Linked DNA regions of Mus musculus: region 1 is linked to region 2. Evidence: chromatin contacts called from public HiChIP or PLAC-seq data. All regions are on one chromosome and are shown on one strand. Each heading gives the region's core, a stretch centred on a gene start, on an enhancer-like site or on the middle of the called end of the contact. The rest is flanking DNA. Distances are from core to core; before and after follow the strand shown. Region 1 overlaps Fanca (Fanconi anemia, complementation group A). Region 2 overlaps Ankrd11 (ankyrin repeat domain 11).

Evidence for each region. HiChIP or PLAC-seq counts read pairs in DNA pulled down with a chosen protein or histone mark.
Region 1: an HNF4G HiChIP or PLAC-seq map of pancreatic cancer cells shows a contact between it and region 2. The contact joins two enhancer-like sites. A contact is called at or near these places in 2 of 484 Hi-C or Micro-C datasets (the HPC-7 cell line and embryonic stem cells), 1 of 115 datasets of contacts at active chromatin or transcription factors (pancreatic cancer cells) and 3 of 9 other capture datasets (adipose tissue, embryonic stem cells and pancreatic islet).

Annotation. Positions count from the first base shown.
Region 1 is chr8:123,275,017-123,280,210 of GRCm38.p6, forward strand. Fanca (Fanconi anemia, complementation group A) reads right to left here. Exons shown (of 43, transcript NM_016925.3): 31 at 3,244-3,328; 32 at 116-288. Among named protein-coding and RNA genes, the nearest start is that of Vps9d1, 23 kb to the left of the region's middle. Within about 2 kb of position 3,620, at least 19 of the 459 cell types and tissues checked have an H3K27ac peak or open chromatin away from gene starts, as enhancers often do. A contact at or near this core is called in pancreatic cancer cells, where this site is marked.
Region 2 is chr8:122,903,980-122,909,222 of GRCm38.p6, forward strand. It overlaps Ankrd11 (ankyrin repeat domain 11), which reads right to left. Exons shown (of 13, transcript NM_001081379.2): 4 at 4,689-4,827. It overlaps Gm39273 (a long non-coding RNA gene), which reads left to right. Exons shown (of 4, transcript XR_003947488.1): 2 at 1-1,983; 3 at 2,102-5,243. Among named protein-coding and RNA genes, the nearest start is that of Gm39272, 27 kb to the right of the region's middle. Within about 2 kb of position 2,567, at least 211 of the 459 cell types and tissues checked have an H3K27ac peak or open chromatin away from gene starts, as enhancers often do. A contact at or near this core is called in pancreatic cancer cells, where this site is marked.

The DNA of each region.
Region 1 (5,194 bases), core at 2,370-4,869, 370 kb after region 2:
AGCCACCAAGACACTGAAACCATTCCAAGCTTGGATGGAGTAGACATAATAGAAATAAGCAATTAGTAGTGGAAGCTAAAGACAGACGCTGGCATGAGAGTCCGCCGGATGATACCGTTTGCATGTGAGCAGTTCTTGTTGTCTCCTGAGGCTGGTAGCCATGCTGTCTGGCCTTGCCAGAGCCTGCAGCCGTCTTCTGAACACCCGAAACAGAAAGTGACTCTGCGGCGTAGAACAGCCATGGGGCACAGCAGAACCTTGATCCAGCTCCAAGTCCAGAGCGATCTCCTGGGAAAGAGCAGGGCCTACTTCACCCTCCAGCTCGGACCTGTCACCAAACCGGAACCGGGGCAGAAGGGTTCTCAGCTCACTGTGGACCTTAGCTGGGGACTCTGAGAGATGACCTTGAGAAGGTTGTCTCCACAGGGATGAGGAGTAAGGAGGGACAAGGACACAAGCTTTTACATGTGAAGGCCATCTCTAGCCAGATGTAGTAGCCCAGCTATTGGGAGACTAAGGCAAGAGGACTGCAAATTCAGGGGCCTGCGCGGGTTACAGCACTTGCCTGGGATGCACAGACTCTAGATTCAGCCTACCCTTACCCCCAGCACACAAAACCATAGAACCAAACACAGCAATCTTTAAATTGTAAACATAAATGAGCACAGGGGTTACCCAGCATACCACCACAGGTCTCTCTGGGGCCACGCACTGCCCTTTGTGCTAGGTGTAGACAGGTGTACACACGTGCAGGAATGAGCTGAAGGGGGGTCCTATGTATACACTCTTTAAGGCTGGTGTCAGGCTCCGATGGTCCCATCTCTACTAGCATAGCTTAGATAGACTTCTGTCTAGTGTCAGGCCAACATTTTGCTGTCACAGTTCCTGAGACCCTTGTACTTCGGAACATTTCTAAATATGGAGCAAATTCTCACATATACAGGCCTTTGTTGTGTAAACCTTGCTCCTGATTTAAAGCTATTGGTTAAATAAAAGTGGCTATAGCCAATTACTGGGGAGAATAGAGGTAGGCGGGGCTTTGATTACCAGGCTGGAGGGTCCCAGATAGAGACCACGAGGGGAGAAAGAGGAGGAAGGAGGAGGGGAGAGGAGAAAAGGAGCCAGAGAGAACTGGAGGTCTCCACTAGATGGGATAGACCAGAAAAGGTGGCCGAGGGAAATGCCCCCGGGACGGACTGAGTAGACTCAGACATGGCCGAGGGAGATGCCCCCGGGACGGACTGAGTAGACTCAGACATGGCCGAGGGAGATGCCCCCGGGACGGACTGAGTAGATTCAGACATGGCTGAAGGAGATGCCCCCTAGGACGGACTGAGCAGAGTCAGACAGCAAGTACTTGAGCTCAGCTGGGAGGAGACAGGCAGGCGTAGAGAGGAATGGATTAGGGGTAGTTCCCCTAGGCATTGTGCTAAAGCTGATTTTAAAAACCTCCAAAGAAATCTTTCTCGATTTTTGGGCAGCTGGCCAGGTCATAGTAAGAGCTGGGAGTTATTAAATAACATGCAAAAATACCATTTACAGTGGAGGCGTGTCCTGTCTACTCCACAGAAATGATACACCCAGCAACCACAGCTTGATGTGTGACCCTAAGGACCACATGCAGGCTAGATCCCTCTCAGGCTAATCTGACATCTAGGAAAGATGGATGGGAAGACAGGTTGAGCTGAAGCCAGGAGCTCAGTTTCTCTTATCCTGGAGGATGCTCTCATTTGGGCACATCCTACGGGATCCTCGGTTCTTACTACCCAGTTATCACTCCCGTTTCTGAATTCAGACCCTTGAGAAATGGAACCCACAGACATGATTGTGTCTAATAAAGTGACATGTACTACTCTGGCTTGGATCTGAGGTGTCCCTTAAACGCCAGGTGGGGAAAGCTTGTTGCTAAGCACCCGTGTTCAGGATGAGAGGCTTGTGAGGCCCTGACCACATCCGGGGCTGGGGACCTCCCTGAATGGACTACCGGGAACGGGGAGAACACGTAAGAGGTCGGGCTGGCTAGAGAATCCTCACTAGGGACGGGCTCTGGAGAATCTACCTTGTCCACAGTCGCTCCTTCCCTGTTTCTTGGCTGCTATACGTGTCACACCCTCCCTCGACTCAACCGCAGGACCACAGCCATGAGGACAAGTGGCCTTTGCTCCTTTAGCTCAGTTCTCAGTTACTGTGCCACAGCATCGGAGGACTGGCATGCCTGCTCCTCCCAAGGGCATCAGGCACGGATGGAGGTTTGGAATCAGGCTCCTTAGAGACACACTGGAACCTCAGCACGGCTCCGCTGCATTTTCCCGCTCATTCTGGGTTCCCCAGGGGCCTGAGGGCTCCATGTGCTCTTTCCTCTACGTAGGCTACCTTGTTAAGGTCACTTCTCAGAGCCTGCAGCCCAGCTTTCCTCTACGGAGGCTACCTTGTTGAGGTCACTTCTCAGAGCCTGCAGCCCAGCTTTCCTCTACGGAGGCTACCTTGTTGAGGTCACTTCTCAGAGCCTGCAGCCCAGCTTTCCTCTACGGAGGCTACCTTGTTGAGGTCACTTCTCAGAGCCTGCAGCCCAGCTTTCCTCTACGGAGGCTACCTTGTTGAGGTCACTTCTCAGAGCCTGCAGCCCAGCTTTCCTCTACGGAGGCTACCTTGTTGAGGTCACTTCTCAGAGCCTGCAGCCCAGCTTTCCTCTACGGAGGCTACCTTGTTGAGGTCACTTCTCAGAGCCTGCAGCCCAGCTTTCCTCTACGGAGGCTACCTTGTTGAGGTCACTTCTCAGAGCCTGCAGCCCAGCTTTCCTCTACGGAGGCTACCTTGTTGAGGTCACTTCTCAGAGCCTGCAGCCCAGCTTTCCTCTACGGAGGCTACCTTGTTGAGGTCACTTCTCAGAGCCTGCAGCCCAGCTTTCCTCTACGGAGGCTACCTTGTTGAGGTCACTTCTCAGAGCCTGCAGTGGAGGAAGCAGAAGAAGCAGAAGACTGCACAGCCCTTTTGCTGTCAGTTCGGATGTCGCAAAGCTGGGAGACAGCTTTGGCATCACAGCCACAGTGTCTGGGCCTTGTGATGCTCACCTGTGGGGTAAACTCAAAGGATGCGGTTGCTCTAGGCCTCTGCCACGGTGTGGACAATGCAGGCTCTCACCCAGTTCTGCTGAGTCGGGCACCGTTATGCAAACGTCATAAATACCTTAGCAGAGGGCAGGTTTGCTGCAGCAAACACATGGAGCTCTGTCCTCTCACTCACCTGTAGCCTGGAAAGAATATCCTTGTTTCCTGTGCGGCCACCAAGAACCAGGTCTGAGTCCTCTGAGTGATTGTAACTCCTCGAACTGAGAAGGAAACAGGAGCCTGCTCAGTGCTGCTGCGGTGCCGTCAGCAGAGCTGGCTGTGGTGCCCCTCCCTCCCCCCATCTCCACAGCGGAGCGTCTGCGGGTAACTGACAGCACGAAACTACCGACTACCAACAAAGGAAAGAATGGCAGGACACATGCATGCACCTTCTGCACTCAAGAGGCAGAGACAGGAGGATGACTGCAAGTTTGATGCCAACTTGGCCAACACAGCAAGTTCCAGGCCAGCCATGGCTAAACTGCAAAAGCTTATCTAAAGAAAGGGGAGTGTCTGAGGGACAGCTCAGTGGTTAAGAATGTGTGTCCACTCCAAGTGGCCGACCGACACCCTCTCCTGGCTTCTGCATTTGTGTTTGAGCATAGACACACACACACACACACACACACACACACACACACACACACACACACACCTACCTTTGTTTTTAAGGGAAGAAAAATTTACCACAACCAAGTGTGCTTTCTCGTCCGAGGTTTACCATCTGCTAACTAATCATACCCTTGACAATGGCACAAAGCTGCAGGGTGTCACCAACGAGGGACATGACTTCACAGGCAATAAAGCCTGAGCAACTCACTCAGAAAGAAGCTGCAGAAAGGAACTGAGTTTGCTACGTCAATAAACAAACCTCAGCTGTATTTCTATACGTTATCCATGAATAATTTTTAAAAAAGCCAGTCCTTCTATTTACAGTCACACTGAAAAGAAGATGTGCAGGCAGGAGGATTTCTGGGAGTTCAAGGTCAGCCTAATCGACATATCAAGTTCTAGGCTAGACAAAGCTACACAGTGAGACTATGTCTTTAGACAAAATAAAAATAAAACAGCAGAAGTAACCAAATGCCTACTGATGGACATGGGATGATAAAGATGATTATAAAGATGATGTATACTGTTTAGTGTCGGGAGCCATCTCGGAAAGGCTATGGCTAGCAGGCGGTCTTCCTGAGACGGATTCATCATGGATTGTGAACTATGGCCCTGTATGCAAGACCTGAGGGACAAATCTCAGGGTTTGATTCCTGCAGCTGATATGCCTTTCCTGTCCTTATTAATATAATAATCCTTCTGCATTAGCCCACCCTGCTGGGCAGATTTTATGCAGACCAGCGAAGATGGACTGTTTTATAGTGATGCTATACAAACAAATAGGTGATTTATTAATTCCTAGTGATGATTCTATAAGAATTCCTAAAATTAAACTAGTAATTATTAAGCCTTTTATAGTTAGGGCTACAACTAGAACTCTCTGATATAAAACCTCACCGTTAACTTACACTAATTTTCAATGAACCTGTGGAGCTAGTGAGAGAAAATGAATGTCCAGTTAGATAACTGGCTTCAATGGAAACACATACAAACATCTCTGTTGTAAACATCTTATGCAATTTATGATTTGAATTTGTTTAAACTTGTGGTAAATTACCATGTGATCTATTCTCCTAAAAAGGTACAAAAAAACCCTAGAAATGTCATTAGGTGGCAAAAGGAGAGGACAGAATTGGAAGGAAGAGGAAGAGAACAGTATGCAGAATGCAGAGAGAAAGACAAAGAAGAAGCTACAGAGAGAGCAGCAGGCTTCTCCTCACCATGAGATGGAGGAGCAGGGCTTTGCGTAACAAGGCAGGCTGTCTTACTAAAGAGGACAGCGCTTTCTTCTTACAGACTCGGGTTTAATTCATTTCGCAATAAAAAGGTAGAAGCTTCTCCTTTCTCTGTGCAGTAAAGGTTGGAGCTCATTTTTCACCCAGAATGACTGAGTTCTTTCTGTGCTGGCAGCTGGGCTTTTGCTCCATCTGCATATGTAAGTATGGATGTGTGTATCTAAGTATGTAGATATGAGA
Region 2 (5,243 bases), core at 1,317-3,816:
AGCACATATCCAACCCTACTAGAGGAGGAACAGGTTTCTGCCTTCTGAATTGTTTTAGAATCTACCAGCAATCCTGGAGTCTTTCAATAGCGACTGCCTTCTTTTATAGACAATGGGTCCTAAAGACAGGCACTGTGCAGTGTCTGAGGCCTGACTCCAGGGCCTGTCACCTGACTGAGACAATGCACTTGTGTCCACGTCGCAGTGTGGGCTTATTCTTGGCTTTTAATTCTAGGTTTTTTCAACAAGACCACTTTTTACAAGTATGGGCCTTCAGAATCCAGAAGCAGGTGTGGTCTTGATTCATGGTGGTATTTTAAACAGCAGTAAATTCCTTGCAGGTGCCAGTGAAACTCTCCAGAGCAGTTTGCCATCATTCCTACCAGGAACAAGTTCAGTGAACACCGTAACAGATCCCAAAACAACCTCCCCATCAAATATCTGAGCAAGTCGTGGAATCTAGAGTAACTTAGCTACAGTATTTCTGGTCACCAAGTCCCAATCCTAACACAGCAGGTAGAGGGTTCAACAGAGTGTTCTCAGCAGCCCAACACGCAGCACAACCTCATTGAGTAACAGTGGTGACTGCAAACCGCACTCCTGACTTAGTGGTATCTTTTTGTTTCATTTTTAGGGCAGCCATAATTAAGAAAGCCTGTGCTGAGATGCGTGACCCTCTTAGCTATGCGCGGTGGCCTTCTAGACCTTGTTCCTCCTTCTGAGAAATGGACTAGTCACCTGTAGCGTGGCAGTGAGGCCAGACTCAAGAAAACAATAACTTGGCTTCTATGACCTCTGCAGGTCGTTTCCCAATTTCTAACTGAGGGGAACACTGGTTCTCACTGCACCGCATGAGTCCAGAAGAACACAAGTGATGTGAGCGTCTCGACCCAGACAACAGGCAGGCAGCACGATCTACAAGCTGCCCCTTACTATGCTAAATGCATGCTAAAGATTGAAAAATACAGAAATACAAATCCAGGCATGCACTGAGACCTGGATACCAGCAGCTGGGAGCAGAAGCCCCTCCTAATACTAAGATCCTAACAGATGAGGCAGAAGTAGCACAGGCAAGGGCTCACGGCCCTCAGTGTGGAGCTGGGAGCACACTACCTGGCTCCTATACTCACATGTCTGTCACTCCTCCTCTTGTCTTCCTTAAGGATCTCTGCTGTGCTCTAACCCCAAACACCTTTCACATTGGCTAATTTTGATGTCTCATTGCTATAAATGCTAAATAACAGTCCTGAGCCTTCGTATCAAGTAGATATATTACTTTGTTCTGGTTTGCCCACCAGACCATCTGCCTCTGAATTATGGAAAATACACAATTTGAAACTGAAATTACTTTCTTTGCTAGTCCACAGTCTTCTCTGTGAAGAAAAAAATGGAAAGGGCAAATGGCTGAGAAATATACCAGACCAACCACCAAGTCCATGAAGCATTTTATTTGGCTCTGGTTGTTCACAAGCAGTCACACTGTGGTTATTAGGGCAATCAGCAGGTTCTCCACGCCACGCCCTTTCCCTGCCAAGCCCTAGCCTGTGAGTCAGTGACCTGGCAGACAGATGCACTCTGCTTTCTCACTTGCCATGGTCTAGCATCTGCCAATATGCAGCCCAGAGTTACACCATCTAGTGAGCAAGAGGACAGAAAAGCCTCATTAGCGTGTGTGCACATGTACACACACACAGCCTCTTACACCAAGCATTCCGAGTTCCATATAGCCAATGGCAAGAGAATCCCTCAGTTTTTCCTCTCCCACAGAAGAACTGAGGGATCAAGCCCCGAGGAATGAACGCTTCAGTGGGTGTCTAAGACTCATGAGTCGACCGAACGCTGTACAGACCCGAAAAGAGGCTCAAAGGCACAGCGGTGGAAAAAGTTAATTCTCTCCCTTCTTCCAAGGAAGCACTGTACTGGGAAGCCAGTTTTGACTTCATACGCAATGGGGCAGGTGGATTCTGTGTGAGCCCTAGAAAGGTAGGTAGGGTAATTTATAGATTTTTAAATTAGTGGAAAAATTTTCAACAGAGACCAAATTTTAAGCAAATCACGTAATTCCATAACGAAGGTTTTTTTTTTTTTTTTTTTTTTAAAGTAGCCCTAGGTGGCCTGCAGGTCATAGAATCTACTTGCTTCCCATGCTCCAGGATCAAAAGGTTGTGATGTCACACCAGGCCTCGGGAACTCTACAGAGACCAGACCGAGAGTGGGAGGAAGAGCCTTTCCTCACCAGGTGATGTATGTGGTCAACACCAAAGACCTGGTCTGGAAGAGGCCCTGAGGGAGTGGAGATGGTCTTACAGTCTGAGATGAGGGTACCGGCTCAGACAACCAGGTCTGTTATGTCCCAGTCTCGCCAGTGTCACAGGGGGTCAGGACATGCTCCTGTCCACAGCTCCTGGGCATCATGATCGCAGGCATGTTCCATCTTGAGGTCTATCTGAACACCTACAGCATCTAGCTGCGGCATAAGCATCACAACACTGATAGACAGCCTTGGGAGGGCAAGCTTTTTCATCAGGCTGACTCACAACAGACAAAACTGTACTGTTCTTGGCAGGATGCCCTCAGTCCTGACTAAGCACTGGGGAAGCCGCACCTCCAGTGGGCTGGGCCATTGGCAGCAGGGTCTGGGAAACAGGAAAAGTTTGTACGGTTTGGTCATTTAAGGCCAGCCAGCTTCTTGCCACTTGAGGGCACAGTAAAGGACGCTCACTATTTGCTACTAGGAACCCTGACTGGAATGAGGGTGGGAGGGTACCCCTTGTGTTACTGGGGTAGACCGCATTTGTCATCAAGGATGAGTGCTAAACTGTACATTATCAGCAGAGGGCGCTGGAGGAACACTGGTCAGGAAAGGATAAGCTATTGGCCTAGGGCACTGCAAGCATTTGTCTGTAAAAACCTTTCAAAACTAGGAGGTGCCTTAGTATGACTGAGTCACACACCTCCAGGGAGGTCTGACAACCCTATCAAGATGACCAGAGAGATCCTATCTTGGTCACTATTTCATCGAGTTAAAAATATCAGCACTTTTCCAGCTTCCAGAACTCTGAGCCAAAATAAACCTCTTTATTACACAGGGGGAAAATATCAATCCCACAATTCTTTGCGCACCCATTCTGAGTATTCTCCATCCTGAATGAGGTGGTGGGTGCCACTGCAGAAGCCCCTGCAGACAAGATGCCATCCACTCCATCATACCCCGTTTGTAAGCCAGCACTGCATCTCTGGGTAGGAGAATAATACCCAGTACTTCCTGAGGCATCCAGCTCACCAATGTATAGAAGAGAAAGATTATAAAGTGTGTGTGTGTTTGTGTGTGCGCGAGCGCGCGCAGAACCCAATGGATGAAGACAAACCAATACTTCCAGTACTTAGGAGATGAATGCAAAAGGATCCAGAGGTGGAAACCAGCCTGAGAAAACTGACAAACCCCATCTCCAAGTATAGAGATGCCTAAGGCTGGACGTCTTAAACAACACCAACAGTAGCGAGTTTGCACATAGGCTTCGGGTTCCATTTCCAACGAAGGAAGGAGTAGGAAAGGAGTGGATCCAGTCTTCACTGGAGCTGCGAGACCCGACTCACAAACGTTATAAAGAAGTCAGCCACGGATAGGACAGTAGACACAGCGCTGGCCAGTCACCCATCTCTAGCTAGGTCTACAGTTCAGTCTTCCTGAAAACGCTACCTGCCAAAGCTGAGCCTGTGCCTGCCTCAGGTCAGGTGTGAACATGAACAGTTTGACAGCACACCAACAGCGAAGGCTGAAGGACAATCTAGAGTGCAGTGGTGCAGAGCCTCACAGAGGCCTCCACAGATGGACAGACTTCCCTCCACAACCACAACAGGAGTCAGAGCACTCTCCTGAGCAATGCAAGGACCGCCACTTGCCTTATGAATCCCTACAAACAATGTTAAAACACACGCGCGCGCACAGACACACACAGACATTCAGGTTTGATGTGGTCTTCTGGTTATGTCCTGATGAGCTCACGGGGCTGTCATCCCTCCACTCCAGCACTACGGCAGAACAGAGGTGTAGGGAAGCCTGCTATCCACATGTCTACCATAAGTACCCACATACTTCTGCTTTTCCTTACAAGTATCTGTGACAGAGGGTGCGACATCCATGCAAGCCTTTATAAACCTCCCACCCCGAGACATCAGCAGCCTCATCTCAACGTCCTCAGTGCTAGGAGATGACAGACATGAAACCCAATGCTTCACCCCAGGCTTCCTCTGCCATTTGTGTTCTACTGCCCCAGAGGCCTTAAAAAAGGGGGGAGGAGAAAAGACCAGTAGAGTGGAGTCCTGCCTGCATCATCAAATTCAGAAGGATATGCAAGCCAGTAGCAGACCCCAGGGTTCTCCTTGAGCAAGACAGAATCCGACTGGGAACGTACACAATGAAAGGTGCTAACCCCAACCCGTATATGCTCCTGTTCTGCATTCTTAGACCTATCCATTCTTAGGAAGACTACACCAGCTGCCTCGATTTCAGGTTCTCCCTGGGTTCTGCCACAAATCCATGTGCCTTGGGAGCTGTGGGGAGCCATCACCTAGAGGCCTGCTGTCTCTTGCCCTTACTGTTATTACTCTGGGCTGCACTGTACAGACTGGTGCAATAGCTATGGCAAGACTCCTCCAGGGATACAGTGTTAAACCCAGTCTGGTACCTGTGTCCGAGTCCTTCTGCTCTCCATTGGCCCCCACGGTGAAGGGCAGCTTCCGCTTGGTGGCTCGTTCTCTCACCTCCTTCCCGCCATCACTGCGGTCCAGCTTGGGAGTCTTGGTTAGAGAAACTTTATCTTTATCCTACAAGAGAGAGAGAGCAATGCTTTCAGTTATTGTTTCCGGGTTAAATCCTCAAGTCACGACTTTGGCTTCATGTGCCAAAGAAAGCAAACATTTTACTGGGGCGATCAACAGCCCCTCCTGTTCTAGGACATATATGCTTCTAGGACTAAAAGGCTTGACTGTGACTGCTCCTCCTTTAGCTAGGGTTGCTCTCTGCCTTAGCCTCCCACCACGAGGACGGCACTGTTGATGAGGAGCACTGAACTCTCCCTACAAGTCAGAATCAAACTCCACAACATAACTCGCATAGAGTGCTGGCAGAGTTAAAGGTGCAAATCATACTGTCCAAGGGTTAAGGCCCCGAACAACCACAACCCCCCTGCCCACCAAGACTGGGAAAGTTGCAGCTTTGTTCTGATTCAGAACATGGGCCC